2 separate regions of the Rattus norvegicus genome follow, and region 2 is linked to region 1. A link is a contact called in public Hi-C data. All regions are on one chromosome and are shown on one strand. The core of a region is the stretch at or near the end of the contact, and the rest is flanking DNA. Distances in the headings are between cores, read along the strand shown. Region 1 has its middle 56 kb from the start of Stard4. Region 2 has its middle 76 kb from the start of Nrep.

Evidence for each region. A called contact is a pair of places that touch in the nucleus more often than the background predicts.
Region 2: a Hi-C map of the A7r5 cell line shows a contact between it and region 1, with 1.8 times the contacts expected there. The contact joins two enhancer-like sites.

What each region holds. Positions count from the first base shown.
Region 1 is chr18:25,157,951-25,162,303 of GRCr8, reverse strand. No RefSeq gene overlaps it. Among named protein-coding and RNA genes, the nearest start is that of Stard4, 56 kb to the right of the region's middle. Within about 2 kb of position 2,768, at least 21 of the 93 cell types and tissues checked have an H3K27ac peak or open chromatin away from gene starts, as enhancers often do. A contact at or near this core is called in the A7r5 cell line, where this site is marked.
Region 2 is chr18:25,241,549-25,246,232 of GRCr8, reverse strand. No RefSeq gene overlaps it. Among named protein-coding and RNA genes, the nearest start is that of Nrep, 76 kb to the left of the region's middle. Within about 2 kb of position 2,747, at least 40 of the 93 cell types and tissues checked have an H3K27ac peak or open chromatin away from gene starts, as enhancers often do. A contact at or near this core is called in the A7r5 cell line, where this site is marked.

The DNA of each region.
Region 1 (4,353 bases), core at 1,519-4,018:
GTCTCATGGCATTCAGAGGTCTGTCTCATGGCATTCAGAGGTCTGTTTGTCTCATGGCATTCAGAGGTCTGTCTCATGGCATTCAGAGGTCTGTCTCATGGCATTCAGAGGTCTGTCTGTCTCATGGCATTCAGAGGTCTGTCTCATGGCATTCAGAGGTCTGTCTCATGGCATTCAGAGGTCTGTCTCATGGCATTCAGAGGTCTGTCTCATGGCATTCAGAGGTCTGTCTCATGGCATTCAGAGGTCTGTCTGTCTCATGGCATTCAGAGGTCTGTCTCATGGCATTCAGAGGTCTGTCTCATGGCATTCAGAGGTCTGTCTGTCTCATGGCATTCAGAGGTCTGTCTGTCTCATGGCATTCAGAGGTCTTTCTCATGGCATTCAGAGGTCTGTCTGTCTCATGGCATTCAGAGGTCTGTCTCATGGCATTCAGAGGTCTGTCTGTCTCATGGCATTCAGAGGTCTGTCTGTCTCATGGCATTCAGAGGTCTGTCTGTCTCATGGCATTCAGAGGTCTGTCTCATGGCATTCAGAGGTCTGTCTGTCTCATGGCATTCAGAGGTCTGTCTCATGGCATTCAGAGGTCTGTCTGTCTCATGGCATTCCACTGAAGTCTTCCAGGTGTAAATGAGATCACAAAAGGAGGATCCTCACTTTAGGGGCTCAATATGTCCCAGTCATCATTTAATGGTTAAAAAATTACATGCACATTGAAAACACAGCGAGAGAGAGGGAGAGGGAGAGGGAGAGGGAGAGGGAGAGGGGGAGGAGGAGGGAGAGAGAGAGAGAGAGAGAGAGAGAGAGAGAGAGAATGAATAGCTCAGTGAATGTTGTGTTAATTTATTACAGAACAATGTTTCCTCTTCTGTGAAATAAAGATACCAAGGATACCAAAAAATCTTAATAATTCACTGACTGTCACACTCATGAGTGCTTTCTAGTGCAACCAAAGGACAAATTATAATGAGATGATTTATGAGTGACAAAATGCTCACCTGTCATCAGCATGTCTAGCTTTTCTCTTACTGGAAACTCTGCTCCACATTCCCCATTACCTGTCTCCCTCAGTAGAATTCCAAGTACCTTTTCATAACCTCCCATCTCCCTGGAAATGGTCCTGCTGGCCACATCGAGACAATAGCTTCCTTATTTGTATAATGCCTCTTCTCCCTCTGACAACCATATCTCCCTATTTGTTCCTTAGTGAGATAAGCTCAGAACGTCACTGATCCAGAAGTAGGGCTTTAGGACTGTTTCCCACAGTCTGCCAGTATCCTTATGAATAACTATGTTGCCCGTGTCTTGTAGTTTAGATTAAGCACATCAATACCTATGTGATCTTTACTCTGAGGGTTCCAGTGCCTCTGTTGTGACTATCTTTACTGGTATCTGTATTTGATGGTGAGCTAGTGTGGTATATCTCTAAGAGAGTAAAGAGGACCACACTGGTTCTGGGCTCATAATCTCTCGAAGCTGCTGGTTATCTCTTTTGGATGGCTGTATTGAACTAGAACAAGGTCTTACTATATACTCAACATTTAATTTCTGCCCTTCTGAGGTTGGGGATTTGGCTCAGTGGTAGAGCGCTTGCCTAGCAAGTGCAAGGCCCTGGGTTCAGTTCTCAGCTCCGGAAAAAAAAAAAAGAAAAGAAAAAAATTTCTGCCCTTCCTTCCTAAAATGCCAAGTACAAAGCTCTTTCTAAAGCATCCAAACTCCATTACCAACAATGTGTCTGCCACATAAAATTTAGGTCTAGGGACACATGATCCATCCCCTGTTGTTTGATGTTCCTTTACATGGGGTGATTTTTTTTTCTTCAGCTCACTTTGGAGTTGACAAACAGCTTTCTTATTTGTATAATGCCCCCCTTTGCCTGATAATCATATCTTAGTATTTGTTTTTTAGTAGATTCAATCATAATTTGTGCAAAATAAAAACTTGATTATTCCCAGGAGATTCTATCTACCTATCTATCTATCTATCTATCTATCTATCTATCTATCTATCTGTCATCTATCATCTATCTATCATCTGTCTGTATGTGTCTATGTCTATCTCTCTGTCTCTGTCACTATCATCACCTATATCAATCATAATACCATTTCTATCTCTCTTGATATCATATATGGTCACACATTATAATATCAGAGCTTTGGTGTGTACCTCTGCTGAGGCAGGACGCAATAATTCATGCTGTTGATAATCAATGGATCTCGGTGACGACTTGTTCACTGGTGGGAATTTAAACATTTTAGAAAATAAGGAAAAGGGTTGGGGATTTAGCTCAGTGGTAGAGCGCTTGCCTAGCAAGCGCAAGGCCCTGGGTTCGGTCCCCAGTTCCGGAAAAAAAAAAAGAAAAAAAAAGAAAAGAAGGAAAAACAAAAGTAGCGTGTCCTGTGGTATTAAGTGCATGAAAGCTACAGGACTGTAAATGAGGTAGGACCTTCATGTTTCCACTGTGAGACATTCCCAGGAGGAACCCAGAAGGGCAGGAGTTCTGTTTCCTGGCTGCTCTGAAGTCAAGTACAGAGTCACAGTCAAATGTCTCACATTCTTTATCTACAGAAAAAAAAATACTCATTGGTATTATTTTATAAGACACCTTGGAGGTCGGGTCCCAGGCTTCCACAGTTGTTTTCAGTGACCCAGGCACAGGACAGGACATTTCACGGAAGTTCTTGAATCCTAGTGCAAGGCTATACAGGGTGAGTCACAAGTGGGGGTGGGGGGAGCTGAGGAAAACCAGATGCTTGGGAAAGAAGTGACAGGAGCCGTTTGAAATACTGTACGGTCTAGACTGAATGCTTCATTGGTCTGGAGATAAACAAAGTAGGCCAAGGGTGAAACCTATGAGCTCAGTCAGCTTTACCCAGGAGAATTCCAGCTCCTATCTTCAGGAAACAGCTAAGGCAAGTTTATGCTACCCTGGACAAAGTTGGCACACGTTACTCTGTCTTAGACCCTGGTCAGCGTATTTGATTTTTACAGTACAGCACCCCCACAGCACAAGCATTTTCCCATATTCGGGCAATTAATCTAGGGACATGAAGACACTCATTTCCTCCCTAGAGAAGGCTCATGGGTACCTGTCACTGCTGAGGAAGGATATATGCTCTGGCTCTCTGGCTTAGCTGTTTACTCTCCTCACATGTTGTCTGGAGCAGATTAATATTTTCAGCACATTTACCAAGAATAGATTTGCAAAGTTTAAGGGAGGTCTGGCTGGATAGAAGAGAAGTGTTAGCTCAAAACTTCAGGTGCTGAATGCAGATTGCATGTGTCTGTGCATGTGTGCACGCACGCGTGTGCGTGTGAATGTTTTCATTCTCCGAGCGTGGAAGTTGGTACAGCTCTTTCAGTTGACAGACAAGACCAACACTGGCAAACTAGTGCTTGCAAAACCGTCTTAGTGCTGTTATTTTCCCATCAAATGACTTGAATCCATCCAGCCTGGATGCTACTATGGCTGGCTTCACCAACCTGTGCGTAAAATGTTGCCAGAGCAATGTCCCCGACTTCCAGGGTAACTTCCCATGTTGGCTCTGTTTCCGGTCATCTGATTCAGACCCTTATTTGATGCTTTGGCTCCTGTCCCATTCAGTCCAACCAGCTTGACTAACTTTCTGATTTATTATTGTTTGGAGGTTAACTGGATTTTTAATTAGCATTCTCTTTGTTGATTGTCCTCTACCCTGTTGACATCCTCCTGGGACCCTGGTCTACAGCTGCATGTTCCTCCCCAGGAATTCCTCAGTGGAGCATGAACTAACTAACACTATGGCGCTGCTTTCCACATGACTTCGCCTGGAAAGGCTGTTAAGCAGTTCTGTAGGAACAAGAGAATAGTCAGGTCTAGTTTAAAGGTGTGTGTGTGTGTGTGTGTGTGTGTGTGTGTGTGTGTGTGTGCACGCTCAGTGCATAGACTGTAATAATGCGTACATAATGCGTACTCTAATTATTGACCAGTTAAATTTAAATTAATGTTGAAATTAACCAAGGCTGGAGGAACACATACAATTAAAGTCAGAGATGGCGTCTATAATTTTCCTTGTAAACAAATGAATGTTTGACTTCTTGAAAAAAATTCCAGTTAGAGGCCCAAAACTTCTAAATGAAATTCAAAATTAAGCTGCCAATCTATGAACACAATGGCAGCACACAGAAGTAATAAAAATGAGTGAGGAAATAAAATTAGGTTTAGGTAAGTGTAAAATTAGGGCGTAAGTGTGTCCACATGAACATAGTTTAAGTAAATACTGTGTCTTAGTCAGGGTTCTCCAGAGTCACAGAACTTATGGTTAGTCTCTGTATAGTAAGAGAATTGGTTGATGACTTACAGTCTGTAGTCCA
Region 2 (4,684 bases), core at 1,498-3,997, 84 kb before region 1:
AAATGACATGTCAGAAAAATTCTTCGTAAATTGCCCGGAAGAGCCAAAAGTTTTGCTGCCTGACTGACCACATTCCAGTGTCCATCCCGTTGTTTGCTTGTTATTCACTGGCTTGCAAAGTTCCTTCAGCCTTTCTGTGCCTTGTTCCTCTCCCACTCAAGATGAAGGTAACGAGAAAACACCCAGCCCAGAGCGTCGAAAGGGAATGGAAGACACATGCACCATACTTAATAACCTTCTCAAACATTTCATGAATGTTAGGTGTTTTTGAAAAATCTAGAAAAGGTTTCTCTCTAAAAGGTTATAAACGTATCCCAATCTGAAATTTGGAGCTGAATTCTACATCTGAATGCCTCCCTTGTCTGAGGAGTTGTTCTAACAAACATGGAACATTCTGCTCCTGTACCTGTCTGGTGCCAAGATGAGGTGCTGTGTGAGGAGTGAACAAATGTAAGGTGAGTCTTCTCTCTGCAGCTGCAGGGACAACCACTGTCCCCTGTCACACAGCCTTGAATGATTCAACCTGTCTGCATCACCCATGCTCCAACCCTGTAAATATATTAGAATCATTTTAAAATTGTGTGCCTTTCATCTTAGACGTCTCCTGGAGGGAACGGTCGTCACACTCCTAGTCTACAGGGTCTCCTGTAGAAGAATGAAGAAACATCGGGAAAGGTAGCTCAGCCTGTAAGCCCCTTCCTGCATGACAGTGGGGAGGACCTGAGTTCTGATCCCCAGAAGGAACTTCAAAGGCTGGGCATCTGAGTATACACCTGTGGTCCTGTAGTTCCTAGGCTGTGCTGGGGAGGGGAGAAAGGAGGATCCCGAGGCTTGTCAGCCACCCAGAGTAGCTGAACCAGTGAATTCCAGAGGCAGTAGAGACCCGTCTCAAGAAAGAAGATGGAGAGCGATTGAGAAAGACATCAGATGTCTACTTCTGACCTCCACAGACACGCACACACATATGTGCTTACACAAACACAGTTACACCATTGCACAGAGATTTGGAGAAGGAGGGGAAGGACACTCAACATTAGGTTCCACCCACTGGGATGGCTCTATAGCCACTTTCTCTCTTGATGCTCACTCACAATTTTTACCCTGAAACTATTTCTTCTTCTCAAAAATAATATCAATCCTAATAACACGTACAACTCACATTTGGCCAAGACTTCCTAATATTAGCCAAGGACCTATCAACTCATTATCTTAATGCACCTTTTATATAGTTCTTGGCAAATTTGAAAGCTCAAGGTAAGAATTTTTTAAATTAAAATAAACCTCCATATGACCGGAAACATAGCCAAGAAGGTAAAAGTGCTTGCCACATAAGCAGGAGGACTTGAGTTCAAATCCCAGTACCCAGGTGAATAACCAGACAAGGGCCACATGTGTGCCTGCCTGTACCTCTGCCTCAGTCCTGCAACACCACAATCCCTCCTGGGGGGCCTTGACGGTCCAGTTCAGATAGCTTCAGGCTCAGTGAATCAAGTGGAGATTGAAAAAGTTGGACAGCAGACATCCTCTTTGGCCTTTGTATACACATATACAAATATAAGGCAACCAACCACATAACAAAAACTTGCTGAATTATTAAATGTAATACGTTTGTTTGAGAGGAAACACCTGAAAAGGCAGCCTGCGCCCACAATCCAGAACCAAGGCTCATGAGTCTGACAGTCTCCGTGCTTTCAGAAACCTTGTTAATGCTTCCAGGAATGATGATGGTGGTAGGACCCTGCTCCCTAATAGTCACCAACAAGGGGTCACAGTAATCAGTGCTCCACCAGGGCAGGAGGGTAGAGGAAGCTCCTTCCCATCTGGTGTGAGCTCAGAGATGCCTGTCAGTTGTCAACTGTCCGGCCTTGCTCAGGGAAGCTTCAGCTCTTTGGTAAAGCTCTCAAACCCCTGCCCATCCTGTTGCACGGTATCTGGGATGTTGGAGAGAAGATGGGCTGTCCTCTATGTCTCCTTAGAGGGATAAAAGTATAGTTCGTCAGCTGTACCGTGAGGGTTGTAGGGATTGGCTTGGAGCCTCGTTTGCACGGTATCCGTAGCATTTTTCCATTGGAATGTGTTTAAGCCATTGCTCACAACTGATGTGGGGCTCTGGCATGGAGACTGCCAGGGCAAAAGTATTTTTAAGATAACCCTTGCTGTTGGCTAGTTTTCAGTCCCTCTGAAAAGTAAAACTTTATAGCAGAAAACACAATGTCCCTGCAGAAAGAGAAAAAGCGTTACAGCTACAGCCTGTCCGGAAGCAGCAGGGCAGATAAAGTCCACGAACCGTGGCTCTTACATCAGCCCTTCGCCTGGAGCTGCCTCCCTAGAGACAAGCAGCAGCAAACTCAGCTTGCTTTCTTTGTCTTGATTGAATTAGAAGAAAGTCAAGGAAGTCTGTATGATTCTAAGTTGGGGAAACGCAAGCCGCTTTTAAAAGCTTGAAAGCTTGCAACATCAAACTTTCCCATTGGAACTCGGCCAAGCTGGGACAGCTTTGGCGCCCTTGCTGGAAGAGGCAGGAGGGTGGGAGTGTAAACGAAGACAGATGAAGGAAGATCTAGTCAGTATTGCTGCTCCAAGCCCTGGCGTGAGAGACACACAGGTAGCCGGAGGCCACTTGTTGCTGATAACAGTCTTTGAAAACTGATGGCAAAACCGAAAAATCAAGCAATTCTCTGCTTAGGAGTCAAAGAGGCAGGCGGGGCACTTAGTGGAAAGTCAAGGCTGCCTAGAGGCGGGCCAAATAACTACAGGCTGGAAAAATACAGTGTGAGGGGAAAATGTGGGCTAGGCAGATTCCTCAGTGGGGCTCTGGGCTGTTTGCTTTGGCATCCTGTCAATTTCATTACTGTTGCCTGTTTGAATTTGGCCATCTCGTGCTTTAAATAAATGCACTCCATATTTTTACAATCCTGGAGTGGAGGGAACCTTCTAAGTTTAACAGGAGGCCCACGGACTGTGTGGGGAACCATGTCAGATTGGGAAGTTCAAACTTCTATTTGGCAAAAATCAGCTTATATAAAAAAGAGGAAAAAAGAGAGAGAAAGAAAAGCCAAACAAGGACTGTGGGAAAATATTTGTAATAAGCACAAAAAACCAAGTCAAGATCCATACTGGTTAAAAATGTACCCATAAAATAAGATAAAGAAAACGAAAACAAGGGAGGTCACAGGGTTAAAATTAACAAACAGTACCAAGGGACAGTTTAGAGAAGAACACTTAAAAGGATTGACAAAACTTAAAATGCTCAAAATTGTTTGCAATAATTATAAATCAAATTGGTGCATCTGTGCTTTTAAAGTGGCAAAATTTAATAAGATTTTGGATGACATTTAACATTAATAAATAAAATCTCTCTTTTCTCTCATACACATACACATGTTCACACACACACTCACACACACACATTCACACACTCACACAAACACACACTCTCTCACACACACACTCACACACACATTCACACACTCACACAAACACACACTCTCTCACACACACATGTTCACACACACTAACACACACATTCACACACACACACACTCACACACATATTCACACACATTCACACACACACACACACACACACACACACACACACACACACACACACACCATCACAGGATCACAAGATCACAGGATCAGGAAAGATGTTTGCTATGTAGCCTAGACTGGCCTCAAAGTCACAATCTATGTGCTGTTGTCACTAAATGTGGGGATTCTAAGTGTGTGTGCCCACAACCAGGATGAAAAGCAAATCCATGTTTGAGAGTCGATGCTCAGACTGCAGGAAAGTAAATTGCAGTGCCATTTTTGAAAGGCAGCACAGTAGCATTTTTCATATTCTAAATAAAGACAGCATGCCATCCAGATCCCCCCTTCCCCCAGGATTCTGGGGTTTACTTTCTTTCTTTCAGTGCACTCATTTATCTTTGTTGTTTATAGCTCACTTGTTTCCTAAGTGTTTTTATGTTTTTTACAGTCATGGGTACGTACCAAGCAAGAGTATAAAGTTAGGAGCACAGAATAATGCATTTGAAAACAAAGAAGGAGACAGAGGCACGGAGAAGAGTAACACCGAAATGTGAGCATTGAGAAGAAGTATGGACGTTAGACCCAAGCCAGGCTGTCAGCAAAGCAAAGGAGTGCAAGAGCTCATTTCAGCTACGAGGATCTGGTGGTTATAGCGGCTCGCAAAGTTCACTGTACAGTTAAACTACACTTATGGGGGCTTCCCGGGCCTTAGCCTCGTTGTGGCTATCCAGCAGAAGGGAGAGACTCTTCCTTCTGTGCTACGAAGCCATGAGACTTCTGTTAGAGCACCCTGCACACTCACTTCCTCTGGGCTGCAAAGGGAAAAGGGTTTTCTTGCAAAGCTGGGCTGGCCGCTGCTACTTCTGTGTGCCTGAGGAAGGATGACACAAAGCAAGAGAAGCTCGCCCTATTCCTCTTCCCTCAGTGTATGGATTGTGAGAAACCAAAAGATACTGTGTTACAAAACTCAGTGACTCTAGTGGGAAGAAGATACATGTGTGTCATTGTGTTTTTCTTTACTGAAGGGATCCCGGAATACTATCAACAAATGAGCAAATAATTTATGATGCCAAGGAATGAGCTATACTGACATAACTATAGGACATAGAAAAATATCTACAAAACAGATTTACATGAGCAGTCACATACA